2 separate regions of the Gossypium hirsutum genome follow, and region 2 is linked to region 1. The links are chromatin contacts, called in public Hi-C maps. All regions are on one chromosome and are shown on one strand. Each heading gives the region's core, a stretch centred on a gene start, on an enhancer-like site or on the middle of the called end of the contact. The rest is flanking DNA. Distances are from core to core; before and after follow the strand shown.

What was found. A called contact is a pair of places that touch in the nucleus more often than the background predicts.
Region 2: a Hi-C map of leaf shows a contact between it and region 1, with 2.1 times the contacts expected there. The contact joins the promoter of LOC107955541 here to the enhancer-like site in region 1. A contact is called at or near these places in 16 of 34 Hi-C or Micro-C datasets (anther, callus, fibers and 4 more).

Annotation. Positions count from the first base shown.
Region 1 is chrA07:96,129,320-96,133,881 of Gossypium_hirsutum_v2.1, reverse strand. No RefSeq gene overlaps it. Among protein-coding and RNA genes, the nearest start is that of LOC107955536, 18 kb to the right of the region's middle. Within about 2 kb of position 1,266, at least 3 of the 9 cell types and tissues checked have an H3K27ac peak or open chromatin away from gene starts, as enhancers often do. A contact at or near this core is called in hypocotyl and leaf, where this site is marked.
Region 2 is chrA07:96,283,385-96,287,593 of Gossypium_hirsutum_v2.1, reverse strand. LOC107955541 (3-dehydroquinate synthase homolog) reads left to right here and starts at 2,348. Exons shown (of 10, transcript XM_016891333.2): 1 at 2,348-2,591; 2 at 2,702-2,958; 3 at 3,477-3,643; 4 at 3,864-3,962; 5 at 4,082-4,150. The coding sequence starts at 2,527.

The DNA of each region.
Region 1 (4,562 bases), core at 17-2,516:
ATTAATGTATGGTTTCCATGGAATTATACATAATTGACACTCTCACCCACCTTTTCACCCCACAATCACTTATTTCTAGCCCAACTCTTTTTAAAGAAAATGTTGATATCAAACAACTCCCCTTCGCCTCACCAATTTATTGGTTTAGTGGAAAATAATGTGTAAATTTCAAGTTTATCCACAACTTGTTTAACAAGGACTAGATTAGGGTTGATAGGGACCTTGACTTTCTTTATTTCGTAAAATTATTTTTTAGACTCCTAAAATTTATGAAGTTATAGTTAATAAAATGGTAAAATTTATGTATGGGTAATCACAAAGTGTAGAATCAAACTATTAAGGCATAAATGGAATAAGAATAGGAGTAAAGTTTAAAACCAAATAATTATAGTACAAACAGACTAGCAACAGGAACAATTCATACTAAAATTAACTAAGTTAAAATCCACACATAGCAACAACACATGATATGACATGGAGACTCACACATCTATAAGTTTTGATTAATAATTGATAGAAAATTACATGAATGATCTTAACTAAACCTGATCATATTATTCACTCGGACTAGTTTTAATAAAGCTTTTGATAATTTGAGTCAATTTTATCTAAATGATAGTTTAATGATTAAAAAATTGTTTTAAATTTAATTTATTCATAAAATAAATTTATTTCTAATATGAAATAAACAATGAATTTAAGGTTATTGTCCAAACCATGCCCAACCAATAAAGAAATCTAATCCTACCCTTCCCCTTAACTTCCTCTTCCAACCTAAAAGATCCAAACATGAAAAGCAAAATAGTGTGCACGTTGGATCATCCATAGATCAAAAGGTCCAAAACGTCGTTTCCACAAGGGGTGATGCTATACCATAATATGGAGATTTTGGTTGGGCTTGAAATTCCTCTTCATCTCATGACTTGCTTGGTTCTAAGCTACTTCACCATGGCTCTGCCAAATGCTCATTTTGGGTTCCATAAGGTTCAAAAGTTTGTTTTAACCCATTACCAAAATGACCTACAATTCTATGAGTATTTTGGAATTAGGCCCAATATAAAATTTTATACAAGTCTAGATGTAAAAACGAAATTAAAAAAGTTATTTCAATCCAAAATATAAGATGTGGCTTCAAAAGGTTTGATTTAGTAAATATGAAGAAGAAAAGGTAATGCAAAAATGGTTTTTTGGGGGGGACATAATTGAAAAAAGAATCTACAAGATGAATAAAGCCATAGAAAAGGGGGGAAAGAAAAAAAAATCTAGCATGGGCTGGTTTTGTTCAACAGGAAGCTCCAGGGCCTGAACCATCACTGTCAGGCCAGACAGGAATTGGACTAAGCACAATATATAAAAATTGAAACCCCACTTCTTTTTCTTGGTTTCTTCTATTTTATTTCCTTGTTTTCCTTTATTTTTTTTTTTAATTTGAACTTTGTATTTTTAAATTTGTGTTTAATACATTAATAATATAATAAACTTAAATTAGTATATATTTTAAAAGGTACCCAATAAGTTATCTCCTCTTTATCGTTATAATAATAATAGTACCAATTAAGTTAACACTCAATCCGTATATAATTTTAAAACTTAATTAAAAGTAAATGAGATAATTTTTGAAAAATATTAACAAAAACCTCTTCATCTCATTTCATTTCTTTGGACTTAAATAGACTTATTCTTTTTACCTAAATAAATCCTATTAAAATCTTAATTTTTATTTATTTATTGAGGTACAAATTAAAGATTAAAGATTTATTAGAGTGTAATAAAAAAAGTTTTTCCATATAAAGTTTTAATTTAACCATGAATTTTTCTTGTAATTTTTTTCTTCATTTATAACCTAAAAAATGGGAAGAATTATGCATAGTCATTATCAATGGGGTTGTTCACCAAAGAGTGATGACAAACAAAAGCAAGCCAAAATTAGGCATAAAAAGTCTTTCCATTGATTGATTAAAAACATGGGTTTGTTTATACATGGAACTCTTTCTTTTTCTCTCCCCTAGTGATTATCTTTCTATCAAATAAGAGCATCAAATTCTTTGCTTAAAATTATTGAAACATATTGTTGGGTGACATATCCCTAACATTATCTTGAAAATTGTGTTTTATATGGGATTTCAAATATTTTAAATTTATATTAATTTTGATATAAATATCGTGTTTAATATGATCTCACGTAAAGTATTTGATCTCGGTGAAAATATGTTTAAATTTTTTATACTCTTTGTACGTCTGGAGTTTAATCCTTCTACTTTTATTTTCATGAATTCGATCATTTTATTTTAAAATTTCAAAATTTAAGTCTAATTATTAATATTGTTAAAATTTTTATATCAATTTCAGTAGTAGAACACCTTGAAAAAAAAATTCAATTAAATTTATATTTTTAAATTCAAAAGATAAAATTCTTCAAAATAAAAATAAAAATTGAAACATACTAATATCCTCAAATGTCTCAATCATTATTGGAAATCATTCTTATCATCCATGAAACTTCGTTTATATCCTAATATTAAAGATGAGATAGGGTTTAAAATTTAATTTATTTTTATTTTAATTTTAAAAGACTGGACATCAATAATAACAAATTTACATTATTGCTTCCATTATTGCTAGATTTCAAAGTTTTAATTTTTTTAAGCATGCCTAACTTTTTTTAGTGTTTATTTATTGTATGGTTTCATATATTGTTGCTTTAAACATCAATACAGGACAATCATTGTAATTGTTGATGTGAAAACCAGAAACTAGTAAATTTGGATTTACTGCTTTCAAGATTGTTTATTAATATGTGACTTTGAGCTATGAGTGATTTTTTATATTGGGATAGAGAAAAAATATATATATACTTTAAAGTTCTTCCATCATAAAATAAGTATTTTCTTAATTTTGAGTTAAATATTTTTTAAAATATTTTTTTCTTAAATGCGATTCAGCACACTCAAACCCATATCCTTTTACATTGACAACAATACTCATATCAATTGAATTAAGACTTAAATAACAACCTAAATGACAATTTAAATAGTTGTTAAAACCTTGAATTAAGTGTTTGAAAGAACCAAGCTATTGAGTACAATAAAGTTAGTTAATATATTATTATAAACATAATTTCGTTTTCTTTTTTAATTTTCTAGACGAGTTTGATAAGAAAATTTTATGTTTGAAATTATAAAATGGAATTTCTTGTTTTAGGAAATTTATTTAATATAATTTATATTGAGAGGTCTCTTATTTTAAGCATACAAGAATTTACATAAAAAAATTCAATTGGAGACCAATCACTAACCATTGTCAAAGACAACTAAGAGAAATCACTATGTGAAAATTGTTACAACACGTGGACTATTCTCTTAATTAAAAAGGCCAAAGTACACTTGTATCCGGAAGCAAAATATTTAACCATACCTCCCAAACACTCTAAATAAAAGAGAAAATACTTTCAAGTAGGATTTTGAAAAAGTCAAATACTAGACTTGAAACCCCTTTTCCCTATGCTTCCTTAGCAATGTGAGATTTCTTAGGATAGTAATGCATCATGATTCTAGATATTGATTAGCACAAAATTAGTATGTGTAATCTTTGACTTTCCTTCTTTGTATCGAACTATCTAATGATAAACTCTTCTTTCGATCATGTTTATCTAGATTTTCCACTAGAGGCATCAATTATAGCATATGAATCATTTCAATATTCAAGTATAGACATTAACTTAATCTAACAATCAATTCATCAATTGACCAATAAGCAATATCAACATATTAATAAAGTTTAATGTCCAAATAGAGATTTCATCGAACAATTGATACGCACAATTTAAAGGTAAGGATAAGAAATGCCCATTTAAATATGGAATTTATAGCAATCAAAAGTTTGACCCATCTCCATTTACAAAAGTCTTTAACAAGAAAGAAGAAATAAAATAATAAAAAATATATATTCTAAAAAGCAAAGGGAAAACCTAATCTAAAAATAAGAAGAAAAGAAAAGAAAAAAGAAAAGAGCCCTAATCTAAAAATATGAAAAGTAATGAAATGTCTAGCCTCCAAAATCCCCTCCCAAAAGCTTATAAAAGAGTATTTATAGTCTAATAACATTTAACCTAACAAAGACAATTATGCCCTCACTTAAAATCTAACTTAAGCCTTGTTGGACTGCAAAATGCCCGTCAAAATTTTAGCCTTGTTAGAGTCGATGTCGCGACATCATCAACAAATTACTCCAAGGATGTTTTTGGGCTTTAGTGTCACGACGACAACCCTTTGGTGTCGCAACATCATCATCAAGCAACTTGGCTTCATCATTTGTAGAGGCTTTGGCCAATGCCGCGACCTTATTAGACTACAGTTGTAACCTTAGGAGATGGTGCTGTGACACCAACACCTTGGTGTCACGAATTTGGCTCTATTTTAGGCTATTCTCTTGATTTTTCATCAACCAAGTGCTTGAAACAAGCTTAACTCAAAGATTAAGTTCCTAAATAAAAAAACTTGTCATTTTATTCCAAAAAGAATAAAAACACAATAAAAACTTAAATTAAGCATAAAATATAATAT
Region 2 (4,209 bases), core at 1,099-3,598, 150 kb before region 1:
TGTCTTACCACACCAAGGTTTTCAATTTCTATAAATGGAGGATTGATTGGTTATTTTAAGGGAGCTAGGGGTATAAGACAGGGAGACCCACTGTCTCCCTATCTTTTTGTTATTTCGATGAATGATCTTTCAAGCTTTCTGGATTTAGCAGTTCAGAAGGGGATTTTCCAATTTCACCCTAAATGCCATAGGATTCATCTCACACATCTTTGTTTTGCTGATGATCTTTTAATCTTTTCAAAGGGTACTTTGAATTCTGTTGTGGGCATTTGGTGTGTGCTTCAAAAGTTTTATGATTTTTCTGGTTTAAAGCTTAACCCTGCAAAGACTGAAATTTTTGCTTCTGGGATTCTTGATGAGGAAATGGAGGATATTCTTAGAATCACTGGGATTAAAATGGGAAGGCTGCCAGTTAGGTACCTTGGTGTCCCTTTAGTGACTTGGAGGCTGACAGTTAAGGATTGTGCTCCTTTAATTGACAAAATGTCGGAGAGGGTTAATTGTTTTGTCAAGAAACTTTCTTATGCAGGGCGTTTGCAACTCATTCAATCACTGATTTTTAATGTGCAAAAATACTGGTGTACGCATTTCTTCTTACCTAAATCCGTCATTCATAGGATCAAGCAAATGTGTTTAAGACTCTTTTGGAAGGGCAAGGATCGTCCTGCAAAGGGAGCAAGGGTAGGATGGAGTTTCATCTGTCTTCCTAAGTCCGAGGGTGGTCTGGGGATAAAGGATTTAATCACATGGAATTAGGCTTGTATGGTGAAACTTATTCGAGAGATTCTTGCTAGAGGTGTGTCTTTAAGGAATACATGGTTGCATGATTATGTTTTAAAGGGGGCATCATTCTGGCAGGCTTCATTTTCGACTAATGGGATCTGGCTGTGTAGGAAAATTTTGAAGCTTAGGGATATCTCTCTGAGTGTCTTCGGAGTTGAATCAATTTCCAATATCTGGGAGCAAATAAGGAGGAGAAGAGAGAAAGTGAAATGGGATAAGCAGGTGTCGCATGCTTGGAATATACCTAAGCACTCCATAATCACTTGGATGGCAATTCTTGACAGATTGCCTGCTAAGTAGAGGCTTATTTCTATGGGGCTTCATATTGAAGGAAGTGTTTTTTGTGGCTATGAGCTTGAGTCCAGGAACCATCTATTTTTTGAGTGTGTGGCAGAAGGTATTGAAACTTGGTTGCATTCATAGATGTGGAGGTAATTGGGATCATTGGCTCCGATGGGCATTGACAAGGTTAAAAGGAAAGTCCCTTCTTACTCTTATTTTGAAACTTGCATGGAATGCTTTTGTCCATCTTATTTGGGCAGAAAGAAATAGGAGGCAGTTCACAAGTCAGCAGGTTAGTGACCAGGATATTGTAAATAGCATAAAGAGTATTGTACAGATGAGATTGATAGGCAAAAATATTATTAGGGATGATGCTTAATATTAGACTGTGTAGGAGTTGGAGATTTCTTGACTGATTCTTTTACTCTTTGATGTAGCAGATTACTGCTTTCTTTGGATAATCCAAAATCATTTATCCAAAAAAGAGTGTAAACGAAATTGAAAAGTTTTATTTTGATTAAATTTGATTTTAACAGTTTTAAATTTTTTATTTAATTTTAATTTAAAAATATCACTACTCACAAAAAAATTGGCTAAGAGATTTTTTTCACTAGCAGGATAATTTGGGTAACGGGTATAGTTTAGTTACTACTTAGAGTAACAAAGTATAATTTAGGTATTATTTGCAACAAAAAAGAGTTAAATAATTTTTTGATGCTTGAATTTGACGACTATTCTCACATCGGGATTGAATTTTTTTTTGTCCAAATTAAACATTGAACTTGATAATTGTTACCACATTAGGGCTTGAACTTTTTTGTCTAAGTTAAGCCTCGAACTTGATAATTGTTCCTATATTTGGGTTTTTAACTTTTTTTGTACCCAAGTTAGTCTTTGACATGTCCTTAAAAACCTTAAAGTTTGAGTCTTAAATTGGGAATAATTGTCAAGTTTAAGGATTAACTTGGATAAAAAAAAAATTTAAGCTTCAATGTGAGAATAATTGCCTAGTTCAAGTCCTAATATAGAAACAATTATCAAGTTTAAGGCCTAGCTTAGAGAAAAAGAAATTCAATCCTCAATTCAGAAATAGTTATTAAGTTAAACTCCCTAATAGCGATTAAACCTAAATTATTTTTTTAATATCATGTATAGTTTAAGTACCAACAAAAATATAAATTTAACCTCTAATATTTGGCACTTATTCTTTTTTAAAGTCATTTTGGCCAATTTTTAAAATTTAAAAATTTAAAGGTTGAGGGTTAAAAGTTTGAGTGCTAAATTTACGTTTATGAAAAAAAAAAAACCAAAAATTTTGCTGATCTAAGTGAAACTGTGAAAGCCCACTCCATTCGGATTCAATCTGGACCAATCCCTGCAATCAAGTCCAAATTCGACCCCAAAATCAAAATTCACTTCATTACTCCAAAGTCGAAACATGACCATCGTGTTAAAAGGACGATGGCTTCGCTGTCCTCTGCTTCTGTCTCTCTTGTCAGAACCCCAACTCACCTCCCCTGCTTCAGGTTCTCATATCTTCACTTCAATTGTCTTTATATTCTCTCTTACAAACCCTTCTGAGTGTCATTTCTTTATCTTAATTGAGCCAATGAGATAAAAGTTGGAAACTTTGCAGATCAAATCATGGAAAGGTTCAGTCTTTGAACAGATATAGCAAAACCAAGACAACCCATTTGAGTATTAATTCAAGTCTTCGAATGTGTTCCATTGCTGCTTCTGATTCGCCACTCTCTACGTCAATGTATGAATTATCATCCAAGAAGGTATGGATTTGGACTGAAAACAGTCAAGTAATGACTGCTGCAGTGGAAAGAGGATGGGATACCTTCATCTTTTCTTCACTGAATCAAGGGCTTGCCAATGAATGGTCAAGTAAAGTAATTCCAAACTTAATCATCGTTGTTCCCTTTTTGTAATTTTTGCATTAAAATTGAATTTGATTGATGTTTTTTTTAGGTTAAAGACTTAAAGATATGGTTTGTTTCATACTATGTTACTTGGACTACGGATAGAAATGGTCAAATTTTGTAAGTTCTCAACGCATTTTGGTGGTAAAAGGCCCCTTGCTAGAAGTCGGACCCTATTAAAAATTTTATTCATTTTAAAAATTGGCCTCATGGCATACCACGTCATTGTCCGATTATTATGTCAGCTTTGTCAGTCTTTAACGGTATAAAAGATGAAATTTTTTAAGTAGGGAGAGCAAAATGTAATCTGAGGGTTTTCATAGTACTTTTACCCATTTTGGTGCAGTTTGGATTGATATCCCTGTATTCATACAATTGAAGCGACATGGATTTCATATAGTGATAATGAAGTAAATGGTGTGGGGTTTTAGTTAAAGACTTTTATTGATTGATTTTCTGGGAGTTTTGTTGTTGAATTTACAGAAATTGCATTGATTGATCCTCTTTTCATTAAAGAAAGAGAGATTTTCGATAATGCCGGCGAAAGAGTTGCTACAATTTTTCAGGTTTCAACTCCCTCAGAGTTAAAGAAGCTCCACCCTGAGGCTCATCATGTAGAGAATGTTGTTATTGATTTACTAGATTGGCAGGTATGAGTGTCAGTGTTCGTTATGAATATGCATCATTCTAAACTTGTCTTGAAGTAATTTATTTGAACTATGTGTTTGAATTTGCATCCATTATGATATGTATTGCTCTTTATGCTTGGCTAAAGTTTAGTTCTATTTCGTTCTTCGGAAAAGTAACTAAATTTTTATCTCATCTATATATCACACTTGCAAAATGTCGTAATCTTGTTTATTTTTCTAGGTGATTCCTGCAGAAAATATTGTGGCAGAGTTCCAAGGCAGTAAAACGACTGTGTTTGCTGTCTCGAAATCACCTGCTGAAGCACAACTATTTCTCGAGGTATTCACGAGTTATCTTAGAAAATACAAGTATATCTTTGCAGCATTTGTGTTCCTTGTATATAGTCAAGTTGGATTTTCAATTGCATTTTCCATTCCGTAACTATCTTTTCGTTGTAGGCCTTGGAGCATGGACTTGGTGGGGTTGTTTTAAAAGTTGAGGTTGTCAAAGCTGTTCTTGATTTGAAGGTAAACTGCTCTAGTTCTGCATATTTGAGTTTATTGATGGTTGTTCCTTAACATGCTTT